Linked DNA regions of Zea mays: region 2 is linked to region 1. Evidence: chromatin contacts called from public Hi-C data. All regions are on one chromosome and are shown on one strand. The core of a region is the stretch at or near the end of the contact, and the rest is flanking DNA. Distances in the headings are between cores, read along the strand shown.

Region 1 (3,735 bases), core at 775-3,274:
TAAGAGCACCTCCGATGCATGGAATGATTTCGAGCAATTGTTCAAGGACATAAATGGTAAGAAGGTTAGGTGTGCCGCCAAATGCCTTTACTGCAAATCTCAACTTACTGCTTCTTCAACTGCTGGTACTGGTCATTTGAAACAACGTCGTAGTACTTGTGCATCTAAAGCTCAACGTGCTGCTAAGACTCAATCTTTGATTCAGTTTAATGCTGATGGTTCTATTCGTTCATGGGACTATAATCCTGATATTGCTCGTACTGAGTTGTGTCGATTGATATGTACTTTAGATCTTCCCCTAGGTATTGGTTCCACTGCTGCATTTGAACGTTACATAAAACATGCTCATAATCCTAGGTTTACTGTTGTTTGTAGACAAACAACCACTAGAGATTTTGTAAAGTTTTATAATGAAAGTCGTACTTCACTAATAGATGTATTGAAATCTAGTGTTTCATGTGTTGCTCTTACTTCTGATATTTGGTCTGGAAATGCTAAGGAAGATTATATTAGTGTGGTTGCTCATTATGTTAATGTTGATTGGGTTTTGGAAAAGAGGGTAATTGGTATGAGGTTGATTGATGTTTCATAATGGGGCTAATATTGCAGATCGTGTTAAAGCTGTTATTGCTGATTTTGGATTGTCTGATAAGGTATTTTCCATCACTTTGGACAATGCATCAGCTAATACAACTGCAATCTTTTTCCCTTCTGACCAAAGGGTTTTTTAATGAGGCAGTCATTGCACAGCTCTAATAATATTAAGTTTGTTTTGGTCAAAAATTGTTTGTCTTCTATTTTGTTGGTTTGCTGATCATATTTGATTGTATGTTTCCAATTTTAGGCTTTTGTGTATTTCGGGCTCGATTCTGTATTCTGGGCTCAATTATGTATTCTGGGCTCGGTTTTGTTTTTCGGGCCCAAATGTGTATTTCGGGCCAATTTTGTATTTCGAGCCTTTACTATTTTTGGGCCGCCTGTTTAAAGCCCGACACGTTTAGCTGAATACGGGCCGGGCCGTGGGCCGAGGGGTCGGCCCGTGGGCTGGCACAGCACGACCTGAATTTAATACTGGGCTGGGCCGGCCCGAAATTAAACGTGCTGGGCCTTTTCGGGCTTGGGCCAGGCCGGGCCGGACGACCCGAATGTACACCTATACATGGGCGGGCACGAGCACGACCCGTTTAAAGCAGGCACGAAATGGCCCATATAGAGGCACAAAATGCCCATATTTATTAAAATCATACTTCATTCCACACTTTTATGTATTTGATAAAGAACACAAAGCTAGAGATAATGTTAGTTAGATGTTTTTTGTAGCTTTGAATTAGAGTATGTGATATAATTTTATTTTTGTTATGAACATTAGATAATGAACTGAACTTGCGAACTTTATATAGAGCTGATTATACTCTTTTTCTTTTTAACAAAATGATTTGTAAACGAGGTAGTCATTGCATAACTCTGGTAACTTAATACAAATATTAAGTTTGCTTTTGTCAAATTTATTTGTCTTATCTTTTATTTGTTTTATTAAATTTGTTTTGAATTTCGGGCTTTGATGTGAATTTCGGGCTTTTATAATTTCGGACCGCCCGAAATGAGCCCGGCACGTTTAAGCAATTACGGGCCGAGCCGTGGGCTAGCCTGGAATTCAAACAATATGGGCCTTTTCAAGTTTGGACCGGGCCGGGCGGCCCAAATGTACACCTATACTTGCAGTTGCCCATGGTCAAACACAGAGTTAAGAGATCAAATTTACATATGTAGGTGACAATTGATTATAAATTCTCTAGAGTAAGACTATTGTTGATAATAAATGTTAGATTAATTCATACTACTATAATTTTGATTTTACATATATTTTACATGTGTGGTTAAATATCATGAAATTTTATATATGCCCATTGCATGATAGAGGTACTGTTGTCGGACCCACCTGTCAGTCAACCTCTAGCCTGTAACCCGTTCCCCAACCTCTCGCGTTCGTGTCCATCTTCGAATTCGAGCTCCTCCATCTTCCTTCACCCTCCTCTCTCTCGCTGTTTGAGGAGAACTACCTGCTCCTGCTCCCTCTTCCGCTCCTCCGCGCTCCCGCTCGCCATCCCCAGGCTTCATTTCGGACGGGGATGGACGACTACGCCCGGGAGATGATGGAGCTGAAGACGCTCGTCACCCGCACCCTCGAGAAGAAGGGCGTTCTCGCCAAGATTAGGGTTCGTACTTACCACTTCTTTCCTTCATTTCCACATCCCTTCATTGATCCGGTGCCTCACCCACACCCCAGGATCTAGCTTTTCCCGCCCTCCCGTTTGGGGATCTACACCTTCGCTTCCGCAATTTCCTTCCCCAAATGCGCGCATATGTTTTCCCCCAATTTCTAATGTGCACATTCTGAGCGCCTTGGCTGTTGGGTAGGTTCTTGTTTAGGAATATGGAAGAATGCTCACGCATTGCTCAAGAAAAGTTTTTTCACCACGTTCGTCCAGTTTGTTGTTCTAGTCGCCATTACCAATTCGTGTGCTCATTTTGGTAAAACTCGTTTGGAGCATATGAGATTGCTCTCACATTGCTGAAGCAAAGACTTACCTCGTATTATTTTGTTGGTCTAGTTGTCATCACCAATTGGTGTGCTCATTCTTGGCACAGTAGGAGCAAACACGTCTGCGTTACTGGAAATTTCGTGTTGTGTTGTGACTACTGTACTTACACTTCTTAGTGCTCTCTTGTGTGTGTGTTGTGGGGCGGGGGCTGTAAAAGATTGTGTGTAACATGGATAAATACATAGTTATAATGGCCACATACTTCTGCTTCCGCCACCTTTCTTGATGATGTTTCTGGCTGCATGACTAGGCTGAGCTAAGAGCAAGCGTGTTTGAAGCCATTGAAGAGGAGGATCGGGTGATGGAGAATGATGATGGCGGTAATCCTGCTTTGCTTGGTAGCTGTAATGACCGGGCTAAGCAACTGCATGCTTCACCTTCAGGTTTGCCTTTCGAATGTGCTGACTAATCGGTTGTTTCAAATATGCCCGCAGAAGCCAAAGCTTGTCTCTGGTTCGCTATCAAAACAAAAGAGAGGGAGAGAGAAAGCTTGTCTCTAATGCTGGCTATGCATATACACACATATATTGACCTATAAAAATTTATACTACAGTTCTGAAATATTCCAGAAGGACAAAGGTTGATATTCTACTGCATGATAATCTTTTCATCGCTGGAAATTCTGACATGTTTGAGCAAGCAATTTAGGACTAAACCTGAAAGATACTCATTTTTTTTCTCCTGATTGATGACTAGCATGAGTCTTTTGATTTGAATGCTTCTGTACCAGTGACAACTCAAAGAAGCATTCCCTTAATGTATTTAGTTGTTAATGTTTAATTGTCTATGTTGTTTTTAAGTCCCATCAAGGATATCTCAAATGTTTAGGGTTGTTATGCTGACCTTAAATGATTTTCAGTACTAAGTTTACCAATGTGTTTTGCAAGCTGCACATAACATGGAATATTTTTACATTCTAGGATTTCTGTTGCTTGCAGGTAGGTTACTAACTGCACTTGTTTGCGAATACTTGGAGTGGGCGCAATTAAGTCACACAATGAAAGTTTACTTGCCAGAGTGTAACCTGGTAACTGGTGACCATTCCTAATATTTCTTTTTTGCATTTCGGGAAGCAAACATCCATTAATGTTCCCCTGTTTTGTTTGTATATCAGCCCAAGGACTTCTGGAAG
Region 2 (3,735 bases), core at 534-3,033, 290 kb before region 1:
AGAAATGGTATCACCTGTTGGAAGAAACGGCGAGCCTCTTCCTCCTGCAGCCTACCTTTCTCAACAATGTAATCAAATAATTCCCCACACTTAACATACTCCATAACAACATAAATATCAGCCGGTGTGTCTATAACCTCATAGAGGCGGATAATATGTGGATGCATAAATAACCTCAATATCTTAATCTCTCTTTTAACTGCAAAATGATTTAAAAAAGCAGAAGATCAGACAACATGTTCAAACAATCACCAAGCAACTAGATGGTAATAGCAAATATAGAAGACAAGTGAAAATCATTGCAATGGGTGAGTAGCTAAAGGTTTCTAATTACTGGTCCCAACTAACATTACAAAGAAATGTGCAATCTTGTCCTTCCAGATGAACAGCAAGAAAACAGTGGCCCACTTGCTTGTATCTGTTGCAATTGTGCACATAAAGTGTCATGCCATATAATATGGCTAGGGTGGTCATGGGCTCTAAATTTTACACTATAAAATTTAAGGATAAGATCGGATTAGGATTGGACTCTTATCTCTATTCATTTTTTATCTAATCTAAAATTAATTAAGGGCTCAAATGAATTGTGAAGAAACATTTGGATCGTGGTCCATTACCACCCCTAACCCTAAGTATGCCACGAGAGAAATTCAATCACTATAACAGCGGTATAGAAGCTTAACACATACCACTATAGCAGATAATAGCATATTCCTCAAAAATTAATTACTCTATGGATAAAAGTGAAATCACCATGGAAAATGTTTGTGTATATTCAATACAAAACTCTATATTCAATCAGTAAGCTTAGCAGGGCAACACGAGTATCCATTAGATGAGACACCAACCTTTCTCTTCCATCTCCATGCCTCTGATTTTACGGCGGTTGAGAATCTTGATTGCCACCTTGTGTCCAGTGCTGATATGCTCCGCAATTTTCACCTTCCCGAATGAGCCAATTCCGAGAGTCTTGCCAATCCGATAATTCCTCAACGGGTTGCCATCCTTGCCTGCCCCCTCCATCCTCTGCCTAAGTTCCAAACAAACCGAGATATGATTAAGGAAACGCGAAGGAAACCACTGAAATTCACATGCATATCACACCAGGCGCAATGAAAGCTCGCGGTTCCATTTGAGCAGGCCAGATCCAGCTGGTTCGTCCATCTGAGATTGTGTCCGCACTTCCAATTGGTAATAGGGAATTCTAATTCTAAGTAAAAACGAACATCTCCACCGAAATTAACTCCACTTTCCCACGCCCCCCACCCGATTGACGTCTAGAAATAGGATAACCCCTGAACAACCAGGACGCAATCAAACGCTCGAGAGCTCACGGATCTGTGTGGTAGCTACACACCGCATCTCGCACGCTTCCAGATCGAAACAGGTAGCACCAATGGCCCGAAATCCAAGCGCATCGCCGAATCTCCAGATCGGGGAGGAGTAGGAGGTGGATAAATGGGAGGGCGACGATGAGGTGGAGCCCCTACCTGGCCGCTGGAGGGGAGGCAGTCGCGGCTAGTCGGGAGGATCGCGGCGGAGATGCGGCGGAGATGCGAGAGGGGTGCGAAGCGAGGCGTCACGGGTCGGGGCGGAGCCGCGGAGGGGGGGAAGGGGGAGGTCGGAGGAGAAAGGAGGGGAGGAGATTCGATTCCGGCAGCGGGGTCCAGGGCCGAAAGCGACCACCGCGACGGGAGGCCTCGGGCGTCCGTGGCGCGCGGAGATGCGTGTGCTTCCCCGTGCGGGCGGCTCGCTGGTGCGGTGGGGCCGCGGGGTCGGCCGCAACGGGAGGAGTCGATCGATATGTCGTTTTGCGGGGTCGATGCGACGGCACGGGTTTCTCGCGCGCTACCGTTACTGTGGCGGCGCGTTCCTGTTGCGATTTGGCCAGTTTCGTCGCGGTCGTTGATTTTAGCTACAAATACGAGCACAATATCGCCGACTAAAATTCAGTCTCTACACATCAAATATTTGCATGATAATCATGGGATATTAAACGTTAGCCGTCTACTACTGCTATTATGCTCAGAGGAGGAAGATAGCGTGGGGAAGAAGAAAAAGATACGAAGAATAACCGAATAACATGTGTCTTTACCTTGCCGTCATCAGCGTTAGCCGTCATCTACGTAGTTAAACCCTCTCTTCTCTCTTACGCAGGCTTTACATGGATCATATGTCTTACTGGGCCTAAATACACGACGGCCCAAGCCAGCTTTCTGTTGCAGCTCCTCGTTCGTTTTCCCACCTACTTGTTGCTTTCCTTCGTGTTCAACTACGTAGAACCCTTTGCTACTGACATTAAATATAATCTAATTGTAAAAATAATTATAAAAATAAAGACTGAAATATTAGACAAATTTATTAAATCTAATAAAGTCTATATTTAATACTCAAAATTGATATTCAAATGTTTAATTTGACACGAACTAAACTTGAGTTAGATAGCAGCAACCACTTTCGAAGGCTTAAAATATTCGTTATAGGCGTCCGGATATACAACGGAACAGAACCCAACGTCATTTTAACGGAGTTTAAATTAGAAGACAAAACATCAGTACCGATTCAGTATCATTTGAAATTGATCACCACAGGTTTACTATACAATAAGATTGAAGTATTTAATTTTAGTTTTGGTTGTATGGTCTGTTGTAAATTGATGTCTTTAATTTCGATGTCTTTAATATGGGTTGGTGGCTCTACACGACACTAAGAGGATGTTTGGTTTTCTGACTAAAGTTTAATTCGTGTCACGTAATGCAAGCTTAGTTAAGTTTACTAAATTCGTTTTGCATGCTTAGTCTTCATCTATGTTATTTGTTTTATAATTAGACTATATTTATTACTCATAACTGTCATTCAAACTAAATTTAAATTGAGCGAAACCAAACACTCCTTAAGGCCTTGTTCGGTTATATAGAGATTAGAGATAACAATGGAGACCTGATCACCGATTCCCCGCGGAGAATTCCTCTATTAGGGACGGGTATAGGCTATCTCTAGTACATCGTATATATGATTGCTCAAACACAGTTTCCCACTATTTACATAGTTAAGTTTAAAATATAAAATATGATATAAGATAAGATAGGAAGTTTAAAATAGCAAATATGAACTCTTCACATAGTTAAGTTTAAAATAGAAAATATGATAGAAGATAAGATATGAAGTTTAAAATAGAAAATATGATAGAAGATAAGGTAAGCTACGGACTAAGAGTTGTCTAGACTTAGACTTCTTTTTATATTCTTTTTAATATAATGATACATAGTTGTCGGGTATGATAAATAGGGGTACCTAGATTACGCACCTAAAACACGCTTAAAATCCTAAGAACTCCGTCAAGATACATCCTCCGAGCGCAAGGAACCGAAACTCCACCTCGCCCGAGGTCCCCCTCAGGGGGTCTTACCGAAACTCTGCCTCGCCCAAGGTCTCCCTCAGGGGCCTTCCTAAAACTCCGCCTCGCCTGAGACCTGTCTTGGGCAGGACGAAAGCTCAGGAGAATCTCCGTCCCGGCTGAGGCTCCCTCACCCCAGGACGGCTATGTCCGTCTCGTCCGAGCCTACCTCAGGCGGTAAAGACAAAGCTTGCCCGAGGGCCGTTGGGAGACAACCGCATTCAATGTGTGCACCTACGTCACGTCGGCTGCAGGTGAATCTTTCAACAAAACCACATTCTTGTCAAAGATTCACCTACATCATTACACGTGCACGCCGTCTGACAATTCCTGACGAG

The links. Hi-C and Micro-C count contacts between places; a contact is called where the count stands out from the background.
Region 2: a Hi-C map of ear shows a contact between it and region 1, with 1.8 times the contacts expected there. The contact joins the promoter of LOC103647175 here to the promoter of LOC100193953 in region 1. A contact is called at or near these places in 2 of 25 Hi-C or Micro-C datasets (ear and endosperm).

Annotation. Positions count from the first base shown.
Region 1 is chr2:158,217,773-158,221,507 of Zm-B73-REFERENCE-NAM-5.0, reverse strand. It overlaps LOC100193953, which reads left to right and starts at 2,024. Exons shown (of 8, transcript NM_001359358.1): 1 at 2,024-2,216; 2 at 2,854-2,986; 3 at 3,542-3,630; 4 at 3,718-3,735. The coding sequence starts at 2,130.
Region 2 is chr2:158,504,200-158,507,934 of Zm-B73-REFERENCE-NAM-5.0, reverse strand. It overlaps LOC103647175 (SNF1-related protein kinase catalytic subunit alpha KIN10-like), which reads right to left and starts at 1,783. Exons shown (of 11, transcript NM_001301590.2): 1 at 1,491-1,783; 2 at 849-1,030; 3 at 15-199. The coding sequence starts at 1,023.